Linked DNA regions of Rattus norvegicus: region 2 is linked to region 1. Evidence: chromatin contacts called from public Hi-C data. All regions are on one chromosome and are shown on one strand. Each heading gives the region's core, a stretch centred on a gene start, on an enhancer-like site or on the middle of the called end of the contact. The rest is flanking DNA. Distances are from core to core; before and after follow the strand shown.

Region 1 (3,546 bases), core at 349-2,848:
CTACCTTTGTGGCTTAAAAATAAAGAAACTATTTTATTTTGAATTATGTGTATGTGGGTGCAAGAGTGCACACTTGAGTACAGATCCCCACAGAGACCATAGACAGTGATGTCCAAGAGCTGGATTTGTAGGTAGTTGTGAGCCACCCAACTTGAGTACTGGGACCTGAACTTGGGTCCCCTGCAAGAGCAGCTTATGGTCCTAACCACTGAGCCCTCTCTCCAGCCCCTTGGTCGTTATTAATACATAAAATAAGCAAATATGCATTTCGAATGGCCCTCGCACTTGAAGGAACAATGACAGGCTGTTCAGAAATCTCCCTTACTGGGATGTGGGAGAAAGCAAGATTCTCTGTAGAAATGGCTCTTCAGAGGTTCAGGTCAAAGTCCACAGGGTCCCCTTGCATTTTGGAATTAGAGAGGGCTTAGGGACCTTGTGCAATCTACAGGAATTAAGTGATTCACCGCCACCCTGTTTGACAAACCAATGGGTTAGCCATCTACACAGGACAAGCAGACATGGCTACTCCCACTTCAGTCTTCAGATCTAAGGCTGGCTCCCTAGGGAGGTGGACAGCAGCTTCCGTGCGGAGCAAGTAGGCATTACCAGAGGAGGGCACAGGCAGGTGGAGTTGTGCAAAGCTACAAAAGGGCAAGATGAAGGGCAGACAACAGGGCACGTTCTGATCACTGCGTTTGCTTCCTTCTGAACCACACTGACGGATGAATTCAAGGACCGTGTGCTACTCTTCATAGCTACCGATTCTATGACCGTGGGGATGTAAATAAGGTTCCGAGTTGGATGATTTGCTTAAGACCAAAAACTAATAAATTTTCAGAGCTGAGGTGTCACCCAGATCCTTCAGCAAGTTCAGAGGCCTTTCTAGACCCTTGGGGCTTCAAAGCCTCACCCCTACTCTTTTGGCCAGAAGGTACTAATTTAGCTCACCTGACTCAGAAAGCTGTTTTTCTTTACAATACACTTGGAAAATAGCCCTTGGGATGCTGCCTGAGACTGTTGGTGAGAAATGGTAAAGGAATGAAGGGACTACTCAGCCCCAGGAAGGGAGGAGTCTGGGGGAGACGTTTGTTCAGTCCCCTAGCACTATGTACTAGGCAAGTTGGGAAGAAACTACTCCCCCCACCCCCAGAATTGTCTCTGTTTCTGCCACCTTCTCAGGATGGCTGTATGACTGGGAAGGTCACATGACCAATGGCTTAATTGGTTTTAGATTTTGCCACAGAAAACTGAAGTGATTCAGTCAACAGCCTGACCCTCTCAGTGGAAGCTGACTTACAAACAGCCTGGGGTCAAAGACGCCCTGAAGAACTAGGATATCTTTGGCTGGGCCTTTAGGGGGCTCACACACTCATGGCTATGACAAAGGTGGGAGAAGACCACTAGATGTGGCAGCTGTCTTTCTTCTACCTCCACCTGTGAGGTGGTCCCTCCTCGTGCCCAGGGAAGGCAACTTCCTCAGGGATCATCAGTGCGGACCCTGATCTGTAACTGAGAGAACTATGCGTGTAGTTCATTTGTACCCTTTGCTCTCTCATTTCTGGAACTCAATTTGAGACATCCCCAACAGTAGATACATAAAAAGAAATCATCTGCGCCCTCTCCTGGCAAAAGTTAATCTAGCCCCACCAGAGCTACCCAACATGGACGGAGTTGGGGCAGCAACTCTGTCCATTGCTAATGTGGCCAACATCATTGACATTCACCTGGGCCGCTTGTTTTTCTGTGGCCCTTGGTCTGAGGGTATCCTGTAAAGTAGACCTTCTCAGCCTCAGTGACATTGGTATCTGATCTGAATTATCATTCCTAGTAGAAGCTGTCCATGTCTTATGGGATGGCAACACCCCAACAACCCACAGTGGCCAATAGCTCATTTGCCTCAAATAGTGAGGACCAGATATTTTCATCCATCCCTGGGGTGGGGGCAATATTGTCTTTTATATGAACCACAGCCTTGAACCATGGCCACTTTGCAAACAGTGCTTTTGGTCAGAAGGCTGTCACGAGGGGGTGTAGTGGAAGTTTCCCCTAATTGATTAAATAATAAAGAAAACAAGAAGCCAATCACTGGGGGAAGAAGGAGGTGGGCCTTCCAGCTCCAAAGGAGGAGGAGGGCTTCTTTTGGGAGGTGGGAGCAAGGTGGATAAGGTGTAGGTTGGGGCCTGTTAGTTCAGAATCCACCAGGATCCGCCACAGGAAAGTTTCTAACACAGAATAGTTGGTGAATTAAGGATGCTAGATTCCTTGACCAGCGATTGTGTTATCCGTTGATTCTAAACTAAGATTGTCTGGTGTTTTCCATTTTGTGGCGACTCAACTGAGCTCCAGGGAAAGGTAACCACAGAGGAGCATTGGGTTGGCAAGAGTGTGCTCCCAAATAGCTGCGGAAATTTGGGAGTGCTGAGCGGGTTTGGCAGCAAAGAGCCTTGGGGAGGAGAGAGCGATTTCAGAGCCATGGAGACACAGAGCCAGCATTGGTGGGAGAGACACTGACAGGAGGAAACATGTCATCTTGGTACCCGGCTGGGAACAGACTAGACCACCAGCCTGTGCCTAGCTTGCGATAGCGTGGATTGTTTTTTAATATTACATGCAACAAGGGGGCAAGGGCAGTTCCGCACAATCCCTTCATGATTATTGGTAACAACGTTGACGCATTGTCAATAGAGTTCTGGGAACTTTTTCTCTCATAATTGAATGGCTAAACGCCTTATGTGCAAAAGAATATCATAGTATTGCCGTAATTCAGCATGAAACATAAAATGTTGTTTATAGAATCTATTACAGGATACTACACACCCGTGAAAAAATAGCCAGGTAAATAGAGATTTAGCAGCCTGAGCACTTCTTTAGTCATGTGTTTAGCCTCCCCTTTAAGACTACCTCAGGATCCTCAGAGGCAATTACATGTAGAAGGAATAGATTAATAAGCATGTGGAAAAAGTAGGCCAAACTCAAAACAATGTGAGGGCTGAGGAAACGGCTCAGCTGGTAAAGCACTTACCTCGCAAGCATAAAGGTGTGCTTTAGGTCCCGGCATTGTGTGAAATGCTAGGCTTGGTGGCACCCAGCCCGAACCCCAGTGTCAGAGAGGGCAGAGCGAAGGGTATTGGCTAGGATCTGGGTTCAAATCCGGACTTTACCACTTCCTGAACACATTCCTTAACCCCTAACTCCCCCTACTCAGTGGATTCCTAGACTCTCCATCAAAACTGCAGCCTGCAATCTGGACAGTTATGCCTGGCCCTTCTCATGCCCTCACAATTGCCCCATGGCTGACAGCCCCTGTTACAACAGGCAAGTGAGATTGCTACCTTCTGAGCAGGAATAACTAAAACGATTGTGTAAAATTGGTATAAAATAAGATAAGATGATGTTAGGTGTCTGGTACAGTCCCTAGAATACAGCAAGCACACAATAAAAAAAATGTGAGAGACATTGCCCGAACTGTGCTTTATTGTTTTTTTTTTTTTTTTTTTTTTTTTTTTTTTTTTTTTTTTTAGGTTTAATGTTCTTGTTTTTATTATG
Region 2 (3,546 bases), core at 739-3,238, 82 kb before region 1:
AACATCAGGTTACTTTCAAAGTGAGACAAGATTCCTTCAGTTCTGCTTCCAGCGGATATCAGAACTGTTGGCTAAGCTCCAGCCACTAATTCTCTATACACCAAAGGGGCCAGAGCTAACGCAACACAGTCTTGACTTAAGATGTGACTGTGAAGTATTTACCCAGGCAAAGCATAATACTTTGGTAAAGTGAGTGCATTTGTGAGAAAGCTACTGAAAGAAACTATCAAATACTCAATAAGGTAAGAGAGGTGTTTGAAGAAGCATCAAGCCCAAGCAGTGCAAGTTCCTTGGAGTCAGAGAAGCCCTGCCATTAGCCATCTGACTGCACTGACTGGGAAGCCACCATCTCTTTTTACCCAGAAGCAGAGCCCAGTGTGGTCCCATACTTTCCCATGCTCTCCATAGCCCAGTTGCCTGTAGAACAGAGGCTGCCCCAGATAGAGTGAAAGGGAGAAGAGCAAAGCAGCCCTCTTTGCATGAGAAGCATTTCAGGGCACTTACTGACAAGGAGTGCACTTACTGCTTACACATATAGGGCTGCATTATATCAAAACTGTCTAAGTACACAGAGGCCCCACTGTCCCCTTCAAGCTCCACGGAGTATTTATGAATGGGTTGCTTCCCCATTTCCTCTGGTGTCAGAGGCAGGGAAGTTAGAAAACATTACCGCTTACACAGGGAGGGAAGGCTGAAACTGCCGGTCTTTGCAGCCTGCCGCAGCAGTAACCCTGCTGACTTCCCCACTCACCCTCCCATTGCCCTGCCTCCCAACCCCCTCACCAGCCTACAGGGCTCGTCCTGAGTTTTTGATTTCCAGGGATCACTTTTGAAGATCCCGCAATGCTTAGGTGATATTGAATTACTGATTATCCTCTGGTTCTGTTCCCACCGGAGGCATTCTGGTCAGCCACTCATTCCTCCCATTGAAAGCACTTGGTGGCATGAACTCACTGGGTTTCTGCCCACATCACTGCATTCCTGGGATACCATTCACAGGCCTTAGCAAGATCATCTGACAGCTGCCTGTGAGGTCAACGAACTCTCTGCATAATCAAATGCTCACAGCCAGGAGAAATCCTTTTCTGCTCCATCCCTCCTTGGGCAAAGAATACACGTTACACGGCCCCTTGGTTCCTTGGTGAGGAGGTTATGGACGTCCCCAGCTAGTTTTACATGATTTAATGCTGAGCAGAGAAGGAAAGTGATTGTATCCTCTACTGGGCCCCACAGAACAGTCACCACCCACACTGTTTATTCAGACTGGGATCTTGGCCATTTGGGGTTTAAGCCAGAAGAAAGGGGGGAAAACCAACCCTGGAATGAACACTTTTGAAACTCTGTATTCAGGATGAAATGCGGCCAAGGATTCTTTTTAAAAATCTATTTAGAATCAATTAGCAGGATCATATTTTCATTTGGAATGGATTGCTAGCAAAAGCTAATTGTCTGTTCTCACCCGGGTTCTGAGCTTGGGGGAGAGGCACAGACATTAGAATCAACCCTCTTGTTTTGCCGGAGTCTGATGCTACGACCAAACTATGTGTGGGCAGTTGGGCAACCCTGACCTTTGACCAGTTTCCATCTGAGAACAAGGAAAGAGGTGTGAGGAAGAGAGTCTGATGTAAACAAGCCTGCTCTGCATCCCAGAGCTTCCCTGGGAAGACTCCTCAGGAGCTTAGCCCAAACTGAAGGCAAGGGGCGGATCACAGGCCTGGGGCGGAGTCTCCAGGAGGTACCGCCTCCGTCTGTCTCTAGTCGGGACTGCCGGGACTGCAGAAAATTACCACAGACATGGGAGATTGTATCGTCGTTTTAAAGATCTCGAGAGGAGATTCCGGGACCTCCCATGGTTACCCACCTTGCTATTTAGCAGTTTCTTCCGCCAGAAAATTCCTTCTTATTTGCAGCTTCAAATGTGCATGTGGTGCTGCTTCGGGGAGAGGCTCCTGGTCCAGACCACTCCCACAGCCTGTTTACTCCTCTGACGGGATGGAGCCCATTACTGGCTTCTTCAAACCGTCAGGGGCTTAGATCTCCTTCTAGAACAGTCTATAGGCAACCCAAGATGGAACAGGAGAGAGGGTAGGCTAGGGCCCTGAGTAATGGCATTGTTGGAGATTAAATAGGTTAATGGACACTACTGGGCATTGTGTATTTATGGAGGACTGAAGAGCAAAGTGACAAGTAAGAGAGTGAGCCTCACACCCTCTGCATGGGGAAGACGCTGAAGTTCCTGCTGCAGATTTTAAAAGAAAAGGAAAAGGAATGGCCCCCAAACAGAGAGACTAGGATTGCACTGGCTCCAGGACTCTCCCCCTAGTGTTCAATACACAGAGCTGGGTTGGGGATGAGGCTCAGCGCTGTGTTTGCCTAGGGTGACAAGGCCCTGGCCTCACTCACCAGTAAACTGAGTGCGCTGTATGCTGCTGCAATGATCTATTCTGAAAAATGCAATCAGCAATTCAAATAGCAATTTACAAATCAAACGCGTGGATATAACAGAAACCAAAATATACTGAGGAGTGATGGTAGAAAAATATGAAAAGTCTTTGTTTCCATAATTAGACTACTAGTGTTTCTATAAAAGCAGACAGTATTGAGTGTACAGAGTGATATTAGCTTGTGATCTTGAAGCTGAGGTACTTCTAACATTGTGTGGTGTGGCATCATGTCTGCTGCCAAGAACACGGGAGTTCAGAAACAAGGCTGTGGTGTGACCAAAACAGGAACACTGCAAAAACGCTATGATTCATTTCCCATTTGATCTTGAATTAATATTGGGTCATAGGATGTACAGAAATCATTCACTGTTGACAATTCTTGTGACCCTCACCCCATAGGGGTCTTAGCTTAGGAAAAGTGGATTCTGTAGCATACCTACAGCCATTGCTGAAGCTGTGAAATCTCTGTGACAGAGTTAACCACATCATCCAGGCATGCATGCATGCATGCATACATACATACATACATACATGTATACATGCATACAGCAGGTACATATATATGTATCTGCTGACATTGTGCATATGTCCATATTTTATGGACAGCATGCTAACTTTGCTGGTCTCTTGGTTTGAAAATTCTAGCTGAGTTTTTCACCCACAGTTACATCTGGGTGCTCCTATGGGGAATAAGTAACCCAATCTACACATTCTATGAATGAATTGATTAGTATAATATATGCTTCTAACCCTAGCATTTGTAGAGGCAGGAGGACCAGAAGTTTAAGGTCATCCTCAGCTACATAGTGAATTTGGTAGTAGCCAGTGACACACACACACATACACACACACACACACATGCACACACATACACAGTCACACACATTACATACACACTCACACACATACACACACATGCACACACATACACAGTCACACACATACGCACACACTCACATACTCACACATACACACACACTCACACACACTCACACATACACACATACCAAAACAAGGGAGTTCAGCAATTAAGAGTATTTTCTGCACTCATAGTTTCCAGCATCCATGTAAGATAACTCACAACTGCCTGCACATCTACCTC

What was found. Hi-C and Micro-C count contacts between places; a contact is called where the count stands out from the background.
Region 2: a contact with region 1 is called in a Hi-C map of the A7r5 cell line, with 2.5 times the contacts expected there. The contact joins two enhancer-like sites. A contact is called at or near these places in 6 of 12 Hi-C or Micro-C datasets (the A7r5 cell line, the Rat2 cell line, Schwann cells and 3 more).

The regions. Positions count from the first base shown.
Region 1 is chr13:23,205,418-23,208,963 of GRCr8, reverse strand. The region is part of intron 1 of Bcl2 (BCL2, apoptosis regulator); the gene reads left to right. Among named protein-coding and RNA genes, the nearest start is that of Bcl2, 160 kb to the left of the region's middle. Within about 2 kb of position 1,598, at least 6 of the 93 cell types and tissues checked have an H3K27ac peak or open chromatin away from gene starts, as enhancers often do. A contact at or near this core is called in the A7r5 cell line, where this site is marked.
Region 2 is chr13:23,287,868-23,291,413 of GRCr8, reverse strand. The region is part of intron 1 of Bcl2 (BCL2, apoptosis regulator); the gene reads left to right. LOC134481474 (a long non-coding RNA gene) reads left to right here. Exons shown (of 2, transcript XR_010056970.1): 2 at 1-3,546. Among named protein-coding and RNA genes, the nearest start is that of Bcl2, 77 kb to the left of the region's middle. Within about 2 kb of position 1,988, at least 66 of the 93 cell types and tissues checked have an H3K27ac peak or open chromatin away from gene starts, as enhancers often do. A contact at or near this core is called in the A7r5 cell line, where this site is marked.